Regions from separate parts of the Rattus norvegicus genome. Here region 2 is linked to region 1. The links are chromatin contacts, called in public Hi-C maps. All regions are on one chromosome and are shown on one strand. The core of a region is the stretch at or near the end of the contact, and the rest is flanking DNA. Distances in the headings are between cores, read along the strand shown. Region 1 holds the start of Ptpmt1 (protein tyrosine phosphatase, mitochondrial 1). Region 2 has its middle 29 kb from the start of Celf1.

Region 1 (7,328 bases), core at 73-2,572:
GGCCTGGAACTTCCACCGACCCTTCTTCTTGCCTAAGGGTGCTGAAATCCCAGGAGTGAGCCACCCACAGCGGGTTAGCTCGCTCTTTTTAGACAGAGGCCAGGGCACATTTGAACTCCTGGGCTCAAAAGATCCTGCCTCAGCCACCTGAGTCGCCCGGGCTCCAGGCTCGCAGGACTTCTTTCTGGTTTATCAGTTTCAGCGTCTTTCCACCTGCAGCCATTTGAACTTGACGCGCAGACACAGTGCTCGAGAAGGCAACTAGTGTCTCCGACACTAGTCTCGGAGACAAGGTCACCCACAGCGTCCCTCCTTCCCCTAGCTTCTCCAGCTTTTACAGGCCCGAGTACTGAGCCAGGCCAGAGGGCCCGGGTCCTTACCTTCGAGGTGTTGCACAGGAATCTGGTCTCGTACTCCTCGTTCATAGTGATCACTCCGCGCACGTTCTCGTCCAGTACCAGCTGCCGAGGCAAAGAAGGGGCTCAGCGAGGGCCGCGGGGCGCCCGCCGAGGCCCGGGGCCCGCTCCCGGCCCGGCCCGCCGGTCTCTCTCACCCGGCGCGTCATGCTCCTCAGCGGCAGCGCGCCCAGCAGCACTGTGTGGTCGATGCGGTGGTACCAATCGCGGTGCGCCGGGCCGCCCACCCTCCCCCGGAACACTGTGTAGAGCAGCGTCGGGTAGAAGAGCACCCGGGCCAGGCCGGCCTCCAGCCACGCGGACGCCGCCATCCCGCCCCACCCCGCCAAGCGCAGCGGCCAGCCACCCGCTTCGGAGCTCGCGGTCAGCCACCGCGAGAAGGACGCAGAGGACGAGAGCTGCGGGCCACCTGATGCCTCCCGACTCTCCGAAGCTGAGTCCCCGCCGTCAGAGGCAGGCCCGGGGGATCCCGGGACAGGAACCATGGCTCCAAAGGAGAGGCGCCGCGAGGGGTGGGGTAGGGAGAGTAGAACGGCAACGATAGGGTGAAACTGTGACCCTGCCTAAGGAGCAGGGCCTGCTCTCCAACCCCTGACCTCAGGGAGGGGCCGTGGCCCCCGAGTGCACCCATTACCAAGGAGGAGGCTGAGCAGTGAGGCTCCTCTAAACAGGGGAGGAACCGGAGGACCCTCATCTGGGCGTAAGAGGAGCGTAGTTGACCGGAGCTGCTGCTCTTGGGGGTGCAGGGAACCTGAACATAAGTGGTAGTCTACTGTCTGTCTGTCTCTCTGTCTCTCTCTTAACTTTTTTTGAGACCAGATCACACTATGTAGCCCAAACTACCTTCTACTGGCTATGTAGCTAGTTCCAGAACAGCCAAGGCACACAAAGAAACCCTGTCTCAAAACAAACAAACAAAAAAAAAAACCCCCAATACCTCTGAGTGTGTGTGTATATATATATGTGTGTGTGTGTGTGAGAGAGATATTACCTGGATGCAAAGTCCAAGGAGGACAAAGAGGATGTTGGAACCCATGGGACTAGAGTGTGACTAGAGGGACGAGAGTCCCTCTCAGTGAATGCTGGAAATCAAACCAGGGTCCCCCGAAAGAATAGCCAATGCTCTTAACTGCTAAACCATTTCTCCAGCCACAAGAGAATATTCTTTACCTGCATCTGCTGCTTTTTCCCTCCTTCTTGGTTTTGGTTTCTTTGTTTGCTTGTTTGTTTTTCTTTAAAAAAAAAGATTTACTTATTTATTTTATATTTATGAGTACACTGTAACCGTCTTCAGACACATCAGAAAAGAGCATCAGATCCCATTACAAATGGTTGTGAGCCACCATGTGGTTGCTGGGAACTGAACTCGGGACCTCTGGAAGAGCAGTTAGTGCTCTTAACCACCGCTGAGCCATCTCTCCAGCCCCCTGTTTGTTTTTCAAGACAGGGTTTCTTTGTGTAACCCTGGTTGTCGTGGAACTCTCTCTGTAGGCCAGGCTGGCCTTGCACTCAGAGATCCACTTGCCTCTGCCTCCTGAGTTCTGGGATTAAAGGCATGTGCTACTGCTGTCTGACTTCTTTTTCTTCCTTTTAAAAAAAGAGGTATATTTTATCAAAGAAATACTCATAATAATGGGCAGGAAGGAATTAGGAGGAAGAAGAGTTAGGGGATGAATTTTTATCAAAGCACATTAATACATGTATAAGATTGGTTAGGGATTTAGCTCAGTGGCAGAGCGCTTGCCTAGCAAGCTCAAGGCCCTGGGTTCGGTCCCCAGCTCCGAAAAAAAGAAAAAAAAAAAAAAGAGTCTCGGATCTTAAAAAAAAAAAAAAATGAAAAGTATAGTAAGAATTGAGTCAGGCATCATGGTGGCACACCCCTTAATCCCAGCAATCAGGAGGCAGAGGCAGGTTGATCTCTGAATTATTAAAAGTCAGCTTGGGGCTGGAGAGATGGCTCAGAGGTTAGGAGCACTGATTGCTCTTCCTAGAGGACCTGAGTTCAATTCCCAGCAACCACATGGTGGCTCACAACCATCTGTAATGGGATCCGACACCTTCTTCTGGTGTGTCTGAAGAGAGTGACAACAATATAAGTAATAAAATAAATCTATAGAATATCAGCCTGGTCTACATAGAGAATTCCAGGCCAGATGTCTGTCTCAAAAAATAAATGATTCAATAGTATTATATCTTTTTTGAGAGGGGGGAGGGGGTCTCATGTCACCCAAGGAGGCCAAAAAAGGGTATTGGATGGAAGGTATTGTAGCCTTCCTGTGGGTGCTGGGAACTGAACCCCACTTTTCTCCAAGAGCAGCAAGCGCTCTTACAAGCTAACCCACCCCTTTAGTCCGTGTAGTAACTGCACTGTCAGTCCTCTTAGAGCTGGGATCGCCTGCACACCACCACGTCTCACTCCTCTTCAGTGCTAACACCTTTTTAGTGCCATCTTGAGAGTTCATAAGCCACGCGATCTACCTGCATCTGCTTTTACACTTATTTTTGTGTTGGATCAGGGGGAGTGCTTAGCAGAACATAACTTGTAGGAGTCTGTTCTCTTCTACCATGTGGGTTCCAAGGATGGAACGCAGGTTGTCAGTGTTGGTAGCAAACACCTACCCCCCTCCCAAGACATTCTGCCAGCCCCAATTTACCCTTTAATATGTACAATTCCATAAGTATGAATATACTCTTGGGGTTGTAACATCAGCACTGTACAATTCTAGGACATTTTCACCTTCAAAGGAACTATTATACACATTAACAATCATACCTAATTCCTCCACCGACTGACAACCACTAATCTCCTCTCTGTGGTTTTGTCTATTCTGGGCATATACATGGTTGTAGGTCCATGTCTTTATGCAGGAAGGTACTGGATAGGCCTGTCATTGGATGAGAAGGAAGGATGGGCAGGAACAAAGTTTTAGAAAGAGGAGAAGGAGCTGGGAGAACATGGGGGCAGATATTAAGATTCTTCTCTGCACATAGATACAGGTTGTTATGAATATTTTTAAGAGATGGGTGTGTACAGGGTTTTGTGCTGTCTAGATGGGCAAATTATCTTTTCAATTGGATCAGAGGTTATTGTGTGGCGTGGTTCTTTCATGTGGTGACTTAATTGAGTTCAAGAGAAGGTGCAGTGGTGGGATGCACCAAGCCCGCCATGGAGTTGGGATGTGTGAGTCTGGTGTGGTAACAACCGGCCAAGGGACTGTGAGTGAAAGCACAGCAGCGTGGCAAGGTGCTGGGCTGGAACGGCCCGTGGACCGCCCAGGTCAGAGAGTACTTGGGGACAGCGTGGAGCCACTGTGATAGAGGTGCCCCACAGTGCCATGTGGCCCCATGGGTGCTGGCACTAGCTCGGGATAAAAGGTTACCGTTTTTTACACGGATCCAAGTAACATGTAGTCTCTGTATATTCAAACGTAAATAAAGGTTATCGTAATACTCTTTGTTCTTGTTTTCTCTTTTTTATTATTATTTTACTTATTAATTCTACATCCTGCTCACTGCCCCCCCAGTCACCCCTCCCACACTTCTTCCCCCTTCCCTGCCTCCCCATTTTTTTTTTTTTGAGGGAGGGTTTCTCTGTGTAATCTTGGTTGTCCTTGAACTCAAGTCTGTAGACCAGGCTAACCTTGAATTTGCAGATTCACCTGCCTCTGCCTCCTGAGTGCTGGGGTTAAAGGTTTAAATCTACTATGCCCACCTGAGATTCTCACAGTTTTTCCTGACTTTACAGTATTGTCTGATGTAGCTGGTCTCTACTGCTTTGTGAGCTCTTCTTTTTCTCACCCTTTACTCCCCCTACCCATTTCACCCCTAGGCACCAAATAGGAGAGAAAGAAGGATAGAAGGGAGGGAGGATTCATGAATATTTCCTTTTGTTTCTTCTCTGACCATGACTATGAACAAACTACAAACAACCTCCTTAAATGACCATCAACTACCCACCCTGTCTCTAGGAGGCTCTTCAATTTATGTACCCTCTGAAAAGTTCCCAGAACTCCAAATGTCATACAATCCAGAAATTATCTGTAGCTGGCAAAACCACACTTGCTAGAGCGTGAAGCAAATCGTAGTCAGCTGCTGCAAACGACAGCCCCATATCCCCACCCCAGGGATTAAAATAAAAACTTTCTTAAATATTTAAAATATTTATATATTCTTTAAAGAAACCCAAATTCCAAACTCTCGCTACAGTCTGAAATCTTTCCTCCTCGAATCAAGCCTACTCTGAGATTTTTGTACCACCGAACTTTCCAACATTTTCTTACAATCATTTTTTTAAAGATTTATTTATTTATTTTATGTACAGCATTCTGCCTGCATATGTGACTGCAGGCCAGAACAGGGCACCAGATCTCATTACAGATGGTTGTGAACCACCATGTGGTTGCTGGGAATTGAACTCAGGACCTTGGGAAGACCCATCAGTGCTCTTAACCACTGAGCCACCTCTCCAGCCCACAATCATTTTCATAATATGCTGAAACATGGGATAAACTTAAGAGTGAAACTCAAATTGCACCTGGCCGTGCTGACACACGCCTTTAATCTCAGCACTTGGGAGGCAGAAGTGGAGCTCCATGATCAAGGCCAGTGTAGTGTACAGAGTGAGTTCCCGGACAGCCATGCTATACCAGGAAAGCCTCTTTTGAAAAACCAAAACCGGGCTGGAGAGATGGCTCAGCGGTTAAGAGCACTGACTGCTCTTCCAGAGGTCCTGAGTTCAAATCCCAGCAACCACATGGTGGCTCACAACCATCTGTAATGAAATCTGATGCCCTCTTCTGGTGTGTTTGAAGACAACTACAGTGTACTCATAAGTGAATAAATCTTTAAAAAAAAAAGAAAAACAAAAACCAACCAACCAACCCAACAAAAACAAGCAAACAAACCCTCAGATAACAGTCATTTAACTTGTATAAATGACATTTTAGTGTGTGTACTTTTGGGGGAGGGGAGTGACGGGGGTCTCACTATGTAGCCCTTGTTGTCCTAGAACTCCCTGTATAGACCAGGCTGACCTCAAACTCATAGAGATCTGCCTGCTTCTGCCTCCCCAGGGCTGTGACTAAAGATGTGTGCCACCATGCCCAGCTAGCAGCATATTATTCTTTTAAATTTTATTTATTTATTTTATGTCTATGGGTATTTTATCTGCATGTTTCTATGTACCACATACATGTCTGGTTTCCAAAGAGACCAGAAGAAGGAATTGGACGCCTGGAACTGAAGTTACAGATGGTTGTAAATTGCCATGTGGGTGCTGGGAACCAAACCTGAGTCTTCTCCAAGAGCAACAAGTGCTCTTAAGTGCTGAACCCTCTCCAGTTCTCCCATTCTATTTTAATGCACTTAAAATATATTTGTTTTATAAAAATTGATATTCTATTTACTGTTAGTAACCTCTTTTTTTTTTAAATCGAGGATACTCATGAATAGTGTTCCACTTCAGTGCAGATATATGGTTCTCAAAAACTGATCTGGGCATGGCTCATGTCTGTAATAAAGCACTGGGAGGTAGAGGCAGGAGAAAAAGACAGAAATCAAAGATCATGCTCAGCAGTCTAATGAGTCTGAGGAAAAGTTGGACTACATAAAACCCCAAGGAAGAAAGAGGGAAAGAGTGGTGGGGAAGGAGGGACAAAAAATGTGTTGTCAGTGGAGCTGGCCCTGATGGCAAAGGCATGGAAGGACAGAAGGACTGATGAGCCAGCCCCGAGGGTGTGAAAGCAGATACTGTCCTTGACTGGGCAGCACAGTGGATCGGGCTCTGACTTTGAAGTCATGAGTGTGTGAGTACTGGTGAGCTGCCCTGAGGGCATGAGCGATTGTGTGTGTGTGTGTGTGTGTGTGTGTGTGTGTGTGTGTGTGTGTGTGTGTGTGTGTGTGCGCGCGCGCGCGCGCGCATGCTGAACATGCCCCTGCCAGTGGATGCACTGAGTGATCTAGCCCGGGGCAGGGCTGGAAAACTAGCCCTGGTGGTATGGATGCAGGAGAGAAGGCAGAGTGACCAGCTCATCCAGGACTTTGAGTTGGTCCACTGCAAAATCCACCTCATCTATGAACTGTTGGAGCACGTGAAAAGGCCAGTCCTGCTGATCTAAAGCTGCAGGATCTCCATGATATAGGGCGAGAACAGGAGAGGAGTCCTGGTGAGGATCCATATTGATGGTGTAGCAGAAACCAGAGGCCTCAAACCAGACCACTGACATTTCAGTGAACACTTGCCCATAAAGATGTGGGACACATTGTGACATACCACGGCTTCCATAGTGAGATGTTTTCTATGCTTTGTTTTGTTTTATTTGTTGTTGTTTTGTTCTTGTTCTTATTCTTGAGTTTTCTTTAAAGAGGAATGTTGCAAGGGGAGAGGGTGAATATGAAGGAACAGGGAGATAAGTGGGACTGGGATGCATGATTTGAAACTCACAAAGAATCAATAAATAGTTTTTAAAAAGTGTTACATAGTCTGAACATTTCAGACACTCTTTGGAATTATCAGTGAACAAAATGGACAAAGATTCTCGAATTCTTTTTTGTGACAGAAAGTTTTCTCTTGTGAAGATGAGGAATTAGAAGTTGTTTTTGATTTCTGGGGCTTTTGTTTGTTCATTTGCTTGTTTGTTTCAAGACAGGGTTTCTCTGTGTAGCTTTGGCTGTCCTTGACTTACTCTGTAGACCAGGCTGGCCTTGACTTTAGAGATCTGTGTGTTCCTGCCTTCCAAGTGTGTTGGAGATTGGTTCTAATGCTTTGATTCAATTGGGAATCTGCATGTTCCCAAGTGGTTTTTTTTTAATAGTTTATTTATATTATGTATATGAGTATACTGTAGCTGTCCTCAGACACACCAGAAGAGGGCATCAGATCCCATTACAGATGGTTGTGAGCCACCATGTGGT
Region 2 (7,671 bases), core at 937-3,436, 49 kb after region 1:
TTGTACTTGAAAACTATGCAGTGGGATTAAGAATTCAAGTTTGCTGTTGTTCCATTTCATTATCAATGAAAAAGAAAAGTTCAAAATCCCAAAAACTTACTTTGCAAATAAGAAAAGTAAATATTAATGTTGAGCTATTAGGTCTTAATTTGACATTTTCTTTGTAAATTTTAGGGAAAAGTTTGGTAGGAGGAGAGTGCTACTTAGGAGTTTTAAGATATCCTCACCACACATTTACCTGTGTCTAGAAGCTAATACTCTCTCTGAGCACTTCCTTTGCTGGCAGAATGATAGAGTGTTTCCTGACCAAGGACTACCAAGTCATCAGTATTTCTAGTCCTACTTGTGTGCTTCCAGGATGGCCTTGGAACTTAGTACTACTGTGGGTGACTTTGAACTCCACATCCTCCTACTTCTACCTCAAGTAGTTCTTACTTTGTTTTTGCTTTGTTTGTTTAAAATAGTGGTTTGAGATTTATTCAAAAGATTAGTAATCTTGGAAGTAGAAGAATGTTTTCCTGAATAATGTGGTAGGTGAGAAATGTTTGAGTGAATATTGAATTTGCTGTCTTTTAGAGTGTGTGTGTGTGTGTGTGTGTGTAGAGAACTGCTGAGTGCCGGATTACAGACATGATCAGTTTCATTTTTCTTTCTTTAGATTGTTTTTCTCTAAAGTAGGTAGGAACTGTAAGTAATATGATATTAATCTCATAAAACTGCAGAAAACATTTTAGGTTGAAATTGCAGACAAAAAGTCCAGGAACAGAGGAAATTAATAAGTCTATTCCAAGTCTGCATTTCCCCCACGTTGAAGACACTGTAGGTGAACTTAGTGAAAGTGTACAAGTGGGCTCCATGGAATAAACTCTTAAGCCTGCCTTTGTTCTCTCTTTTCTCTGTTTTTTTAAGATTATTTATTTTATGTTGAGTGTTTTATCTGCATGTACACCTGCATGCCAGAAGAGGGCATCAGATCCCATTACAGATGGTTGTGAGCCACCATGTGGTTGCTGGGATTTGAACTCAGGACCTCTGGAAGAGCAGTCAGTGGCCTTAACCACTGAGCCATCTCCAGTCACTGCAAGTTGTTTATTTGTTTGTTTTGAGTCAAGGTTTCTCTGTGATGGCCTGGCTGCCCTGGAATTCACTCTGTAGACCACGCAGACCTCAAACTCACAGAGGCCTGCCTCTGCCTCCTGAGTGCCCCACCACTGGCCAGCTGCTCTCTTCTTTTAATGTGGGTAACATTGTTTCTTCTGCTTTGGCACTAGTCAAATATTGTCAGCCATTACTATCTTGAATATTGATTAATCTTATCCTGGAGCTAAACCCGGAAGTGTTGGAGGTACTCAGTATAGTTTCAATTTATATTAGAGCATCTTCTGTATGAAACACTTTATTCTGAATACCTGCTTAATTACTTGCTGCATTTCCTCTCTATGAGGAATTTTCTGTAGCCAGAAATTGAGTATTCATGTATTTCACAGTGAGGTGAATCTTTTTTTTTTTTTTTTTTTTTTCTTTTTTTCGGAGCTGGGGACCGAACCCAGGGCCTTGCGCTTGCTAGGCAAATGCTCTACCGCTGAGCTAAATCCCCAACCTGAGGTGAATCTTAATTGCTTTGTAAAGCAATTTTGCAAACAGATACTGGGCCTGATTATATAAGCCAGCATCCTGAGAAATGTATTTAAATAATTTGTATCGACCAGAACAAAAGTATCAGACTATCCCCAACAATTTGACAATTAGGGTGACCAAAGAGCAGTGCAGGTTAGATGGTTTACTTAAATGTAGGAGGTAGCCTGTTGTTGTACATTACATTTTAGGATTTAAATGATAAATTGAACCTCATAGCTGTTGCGTTCCAGCAAGAATCTGACCTAATAGTTTTTTTTCAGTTCCTGAGGCTGAGGATCTTAGAATAGTGACTGTGATTATTGGGACACTCCTTGACTGACATAGAACCTCTTCAACCTTCCTTTAAGCCTGTGTGCTTTTGCCTTTTATATGGCATGTGTGAACAGAATCATGTGTGAGAGATAACTGCCCTTTCACTGACGGCCCCCTTTCAGTAACCATGTATGGATAAAGCTGCTCAGTTCCCTGCTCCTCCCTCTCAGTGCAGAGCAGAAGGTGCTCTGCGGAAGCAAAGCGGCTGCTCCACTTTGCAGCTTTCTATATTTGTACAGCAACAGCAGGAGCAGCCCACTAGCTAGGCGGTGCAGTCATCCTGCGCACCCACATTGCTTCAGACCTGCTCAGGATTCAGCCAGGGCTTGAAGTTTGTGTTCTTAACGTGCGTCCATCTGTCTGTCTGTGTACATTTCTGTGGAGGACTAAGGTTTTCAAGTAAAAGAGGTGACTTACTTGTCTTATTTGGTTTGATTTATTTAGGTTTAGTTACAGATTATAGAGAACTGAGAATTTTGGGACTGGGTGGAGGAAAGGTCTGTAGTCAGCTAATAGAATCTTAAGCAGCTGCCAGGCTAGTGGATTTAGTGTCAGGAGGTTTCTGAGCTGCCTTAGAAACATGGCTCACTGAAGAAGTGCTTTTGATCACAAAGATCAGCTCTTAAGAGTGGGACTGAACACATTTTCTGAGGTAAATTTTGAGTATAAAAACTGAGAAAAGATTTTGTGTGCATCTCTTTGGAGTGGGTACATGGGGCTATTAATTTGCCTTTTGCTGAGAAGAGCTGTGGAGAATGTTGGGTTATTTTTGGTTTCCCAGCAACCTTTGCTGTTGTCTGGATTCATAGTACTTTGCAAAGTTTTGCCTAACAGGCCTTGTAATGTCTTGTGATATCATACCTATTTAGGGAGTAGAGGGGAAGTGATCGATAGCTTTTAGGACATTTTCCAAGCTACTAAGGTTGATACTACTTTAAAAGAAGACTTTTGTTGGCTTGCTCTGAGATTATTTTAATTAGGTAACTCCAGTCTTGATCACTCCATCTAAATAAAGAGAAGCTCTTTGTTTTACTGGTTCCTTTTACTTCCTTCCCCCTCCACCTCATCCCTGTGAGTCACAGACTGTAGAGCTGGGAATAGAACTTGTCAGCTGAGTGGGGACAAGACAGTTTGCTGTACATGTTTATAACTATGGCTCATTTGGAGATGAAAAGGCTATAAATGCTGGATAAACAGCTTTACTGAGGTGACTTCTATCTGCATCTGGGTGGTATAAATGCAGAATTATTTGCCTATTTATCGATGTATATTTTGTCTTTGAAGACTAAGTCTGTTGGGGACTCTGGGTCCTGTATACCTCAGAGCATTTTACAAGTATTGACTCTAACAACATGTTGACTTAATCTTCCTCTGGGCAGGTCTTTGTGCCCATTTCATTTCTACTGTGTTCTCATTGATGTAGTTAACTATTAGGTAGGGGCTCTTGCTAAAGATCAAAATCAGTGACAGCTCTTTTTTGTTGTTTGAGATAGGGTGTCATAATGTAACCCTGGCTGTCCTGGAACTCACTATGTCAGATCCAGCTGACTTACAACTCATAACTGATTTTATTACAGCTCAGCCTCAGCAGCTGATACCATGGCTAGCACATTTATGTTACAGCCTTTTCTTTGTTTTTAGTTTTTAAAATTTTTATAATTTTCCTGCCTTTTATTATTATTCTTGGTGGTGATGGTACTATTTTGTTTTTTGTTGTTTTTGTTGGTTGTTTTTTTTGTTTTTTTGTTTGAGACAGTTTCTGTACCCCTGCCTGTCCTGGAACTCACTCTGTAGATTGGGCTGGCCTTGAACTTAAGAGATCTACCTGATGCTGCTTCCCAGGTTCTGGGAATTAAGTCATGTGCCACTATGGCCAGTTCCTGCCTTTATTTATGTGTATCCACTTACTTTATATAATGAAGGGGATAAATAAATTTCAAGGAAGACGAGAAAGCAGGCTGGAGAGAGCTCAGTGAAATAGAGAACAGGTTGTTTTCCTATAGAGCATCTGGGTTCAAATTCCAGGCACCTACATGGCAGCTTACAACCACCTGTACTTCAGTTCCAGAGAATCTGATAACCTCTTCTGAGCTCCAAGAGCTTCGGTCTTATATATGATGTGCATATTTACTTGTCTAGACAAAACACTCATGAAATTTAAAGAAAAAAAATTTTTTAAAGGACTACACTTAGGACCAGTAATCCAATATGGAATAAGGAGAAACACTGCATGCTAACAAGCACATTTGAGGGCTGGTCTATTAGCCAAGAATTGCCTTCTTACACATTCTCCCCTCCCTCTTTTTAATGAGATCTATTACCACTGAATTTATTGACCTTTCCTTTTATTTTTAATTTTATATGGTTGGCTGTTGTGCCTACATAAACATACATACATACATACATACATACATACATACATACATACATACATACATACATGCGCATCACATGAATGTAGCACCTAGGGAGGCCGGAAAAATGAGCTGCCTTGTGGGTGCTGGAAAATGAGCCTAGATCTTCTGGCAGAGCAGCCAATGCTTGTAACTGTTGAGCCATTTCTCCAACCTTAACACTGCTGGTTTTTCATGTTGATTTTTGTATCCTGTTGACTTTGCTAAGTGTACAGCAGATCCAAAAGGATTCTGTTGCTATCTTTAGGGTCTGTTAAGTATAGGATCATATCCCTTAACAAATAGAGAGACTTTTACTTCTCCTTTGTATCTTCTTTCTAATCATGTAACCATTTTGAAGAGATAGTCATCTGGCTAAAGATTAAAGCTTTCTGGTACTTATACTGGCACAAATTTAACATCTAGAAGAATAACAGTAGCAAGTACTTATTTGAGTATTTTCTGTGATTTATATGTTAGACATTTAAATCCTAACAAACACTGTAAAGTAATACTGTTTTCGTAACCATTTTTCATATAAGGAAATACATTAAGATGTTTAACAATTTCACAAAGCTAACTAGGAGTGTAGCTGAGTTGGTAGAGTGCTTAGCTGACATTCTGGAAACCTTGGGATTGCTTAACACCTCATAAGCTAAGCAGGATGCTGAATGTCTCTATTTCCACCACCATAGTAGAGATAGAAGGGTTAGTAGTGCAGTGAGTTAAAGGCCAGCCGGGACACATGAGCCTATGTTTCAGAAAGAAAAGAGGCTAGCAAGAAGACTCAGGATAAAGGCTGCACAAGCCTGGCACTGGGTTTGATCCCTGGAACCCATGTAAAGATGGAGAGAGAGAACTAACTCCACAGACTTGTTATCCACCCACACACATCTGCATGGACATGTATCTTTTCATCCCAGTGATATTAAACACTTTTTTTAAGAAGAAAAATCAGTGTTTACAAAGTTACCTGGTTAGCACCAAAACTGGAAATAGGGAATGCTGTTTGTAATAAATGTTATGGGGTGGTTTTTGTTTCTTGGGTTTTTTTGTATGAGGGATTGAATTTAGGGTCACATGCACACTAGACAAGCACTTTGTCATTGACCTACAATCAATGACACACACCCACACCTTTATTCATTTTTTTCCATTGAGACATAACTTTAAACTCACTAAGTAGTCAAATATGGCCTTCAACACCTGATCCTGTGGTTACTTCTTTCTCTCTCATGATGGGATTATATGTACCACCGTGTAGAGTTTGTGGATATTGGAGATTAAACCCAGGGCTTTGTGTATGCTAGTTAAGCATTCTGCCAACTGAGCTTCACCCTTTCCTTCTTTAAGCCCCCCACCCCCTCCCAATCTGTACTATATAAATCTCTTGAGAGATCATGAAATGGAAGCAATAGCAAACTTGGTCCAAAACTGAATTTTGTCATGATAATGGGGATCTGTTCACAAGAAGTGATAGATACTAAAGGAGTTTGTGGTTGACCATGTAATTGCCATTGAGAATAACAAAAATATCATTCTATCTGGGACATTATAAATAAATACCACAAAGAATGGATTTAGACAGGTAAATAATCAGTTTAAACAGCCAGATGTGGTTGTGATTTCACCACTTGGGAGGCTGAGGCAAGCAAGATCTTGAGTTAAGAGGCCAGTCTGCATTGTGTAGCATAACCCTGTCTCAGAATACAAAACAGAACCCACTTTTGTGAAATTTTAAAAATGTGTATTTTTATTTCACATGCATTGGTGTTTCGCTTGCATGTATGTGTGAGGATGTCAGATCCCCTGGAACTGGAGTTAGAAGCAGTTATGAGCTGCCATGTGAGTGCTTAGAATTGAACCAGGGTCCTCTGGAATAGAAGCCAATGCTCTTGACCACTGAGCCATCTCTTTAGTCTTAGATTTTTGTTTTTGTTTCTCAAGACAGGGCTTTTCTGGCTGTTCTAGAACTTGCACTGTTCAAGGTTTGCCTTGAACTCAGAGATTTGCCTGCCTCTGCCTCCCAAGTGCTGGAATTAAAGGTGTACACGTGTGCCACCACTTCCTGGTGAAATATTTTGAGTCCTAAATTAAAGATTACACTTTCCCTTGGATGTATGTGATTTTTTTTCTTATTTGCTTGTTTCTAATACAAGTCATTGATTATTAGCATATTCATAACAACTTAAGGCAGAGAACAGGCCCTTTCAGTCAAGCCCTTTTCTTTATGTGTGGTTTCCTTATTTCTAAAATAGTAGACTTAAAAAAAAAATGTCCCGTCTCTCTTCCCCCAATCCCCATAACAAACTCTGTGAATGTATATCACATGTATGAATGCCTGTGAAGGCCAGAAGAGAGCATCAATCTGTGACCCTCTCTCCAGCCCTGAATTCTCTTTTTTATTGACAGAGCTCCTGTTTCCTAAAGAACTTGTTTTTGTGGAAATGAAATCACTGACAACTTTAATTTTGTGAAACAAGTCAAGATATTTTAAGGGGTGATTTGAAGGAGGTGTTGCAAATCCTATAAGTGAGTGTTTAAATGTGAGAAGCTCTTTTAGGAACACAATTGGAAAGTGATGAAAATAATTGAATGTACTTTTCAAAAAACAGTAATGGGGCTGGAGAGATGGCTCAGTGGTTAAGAGCACTGACTGCTCTTCCAGAGGACCTGAGTTCAAATTCCAGCAACCACATGGTGGTTCACAACCATCTGTAATGGGATCTGATGCTGATGCCCTCTTCTGGTGTGTCTGAAGACAGCAACAGTGTGCTTATAATTAAATAAATAAATCTTTTTTTAAAAAAGCAATAATGTATAAAGATACTTAGAACATGTTCTTTGATACTAAGAACAGGTCCTTAGAAATGCCCTACTCATTGATTAATGAAAGCAGAGTTACACTTTTTTTCCCTTTTTGTTGCTGTTGATTGACACAGGGTCTTTATAGTCTTGCATGTCTGGGAACTCACTATACTAGCCCACGTAGACTGGCTCTTAAACTCACAAGTTTTCTACCTCATCCTACTGGATGCTAAAGATTACAGGTATGACCCACAAGAGGTAGAGGGACATTATAAACAAATACCACACTTTGGGTAAGGGAAAGAGGTGCTTTATTTATTTGGATTTTAACTGAAATGGGCCAGAACAGGAAGACTGAATGAAGCTTCCTGCTTCTCAGCAGAACAGGACAACCATCCTTAGAGAAGACCATACGGGAGCATCCTGCTTGAGTGCCCGCTGTGTTTGTGAGGGAGGTGGGAGCAGATGGTACAGGCAGGTTTCTTGGCTGCTTGCTTGGTCAGGGTTTTGGAGATGGCAG

The links. Hi-C and Micro-C count contacts between places; a contact is called where the count stands out from the background.
Region 2: a contact with region 1 is called in a Hi-C map of liver, with 3 times the contacts expected there. The contact joins the enhancer-like site here to the promoter of Ptpmt1 in region 1. A contact is called at or near these places in 2 of 12 Hi-C or Micro-C datasets (liver and psoas muscle).

The regions. Positions count from the first base shown.
Region 1 is chr3:97,353,932-97,361,259 of GRCr8, forward strand. Ptpmt1 (protein tyrosine phosphatase, mitochondrial 1) reads right to left here and starts at 1,323. Exons shown (of 4, transcript NM_001105726.1): 1 at 554-1,323; 2 at 381-461. The coding sequence starts at 901.
Region 2 is chr3:97,402,390-97,410,060 of GRCr8, forward strand. It overlaps a transcript of Celf1 not described here. Among named protein-coding and RNA genes, the nearest start is that of Celf1, 29 kb to the right of the region's middle. Within about 2 kb of position 2,187, at least 60 of the 93 cell types and tissues checked have an H3K27ac peak or open chromatin away from gene starts, as enhancers often do. A contact at or near this core is called in liver, where this site is marked.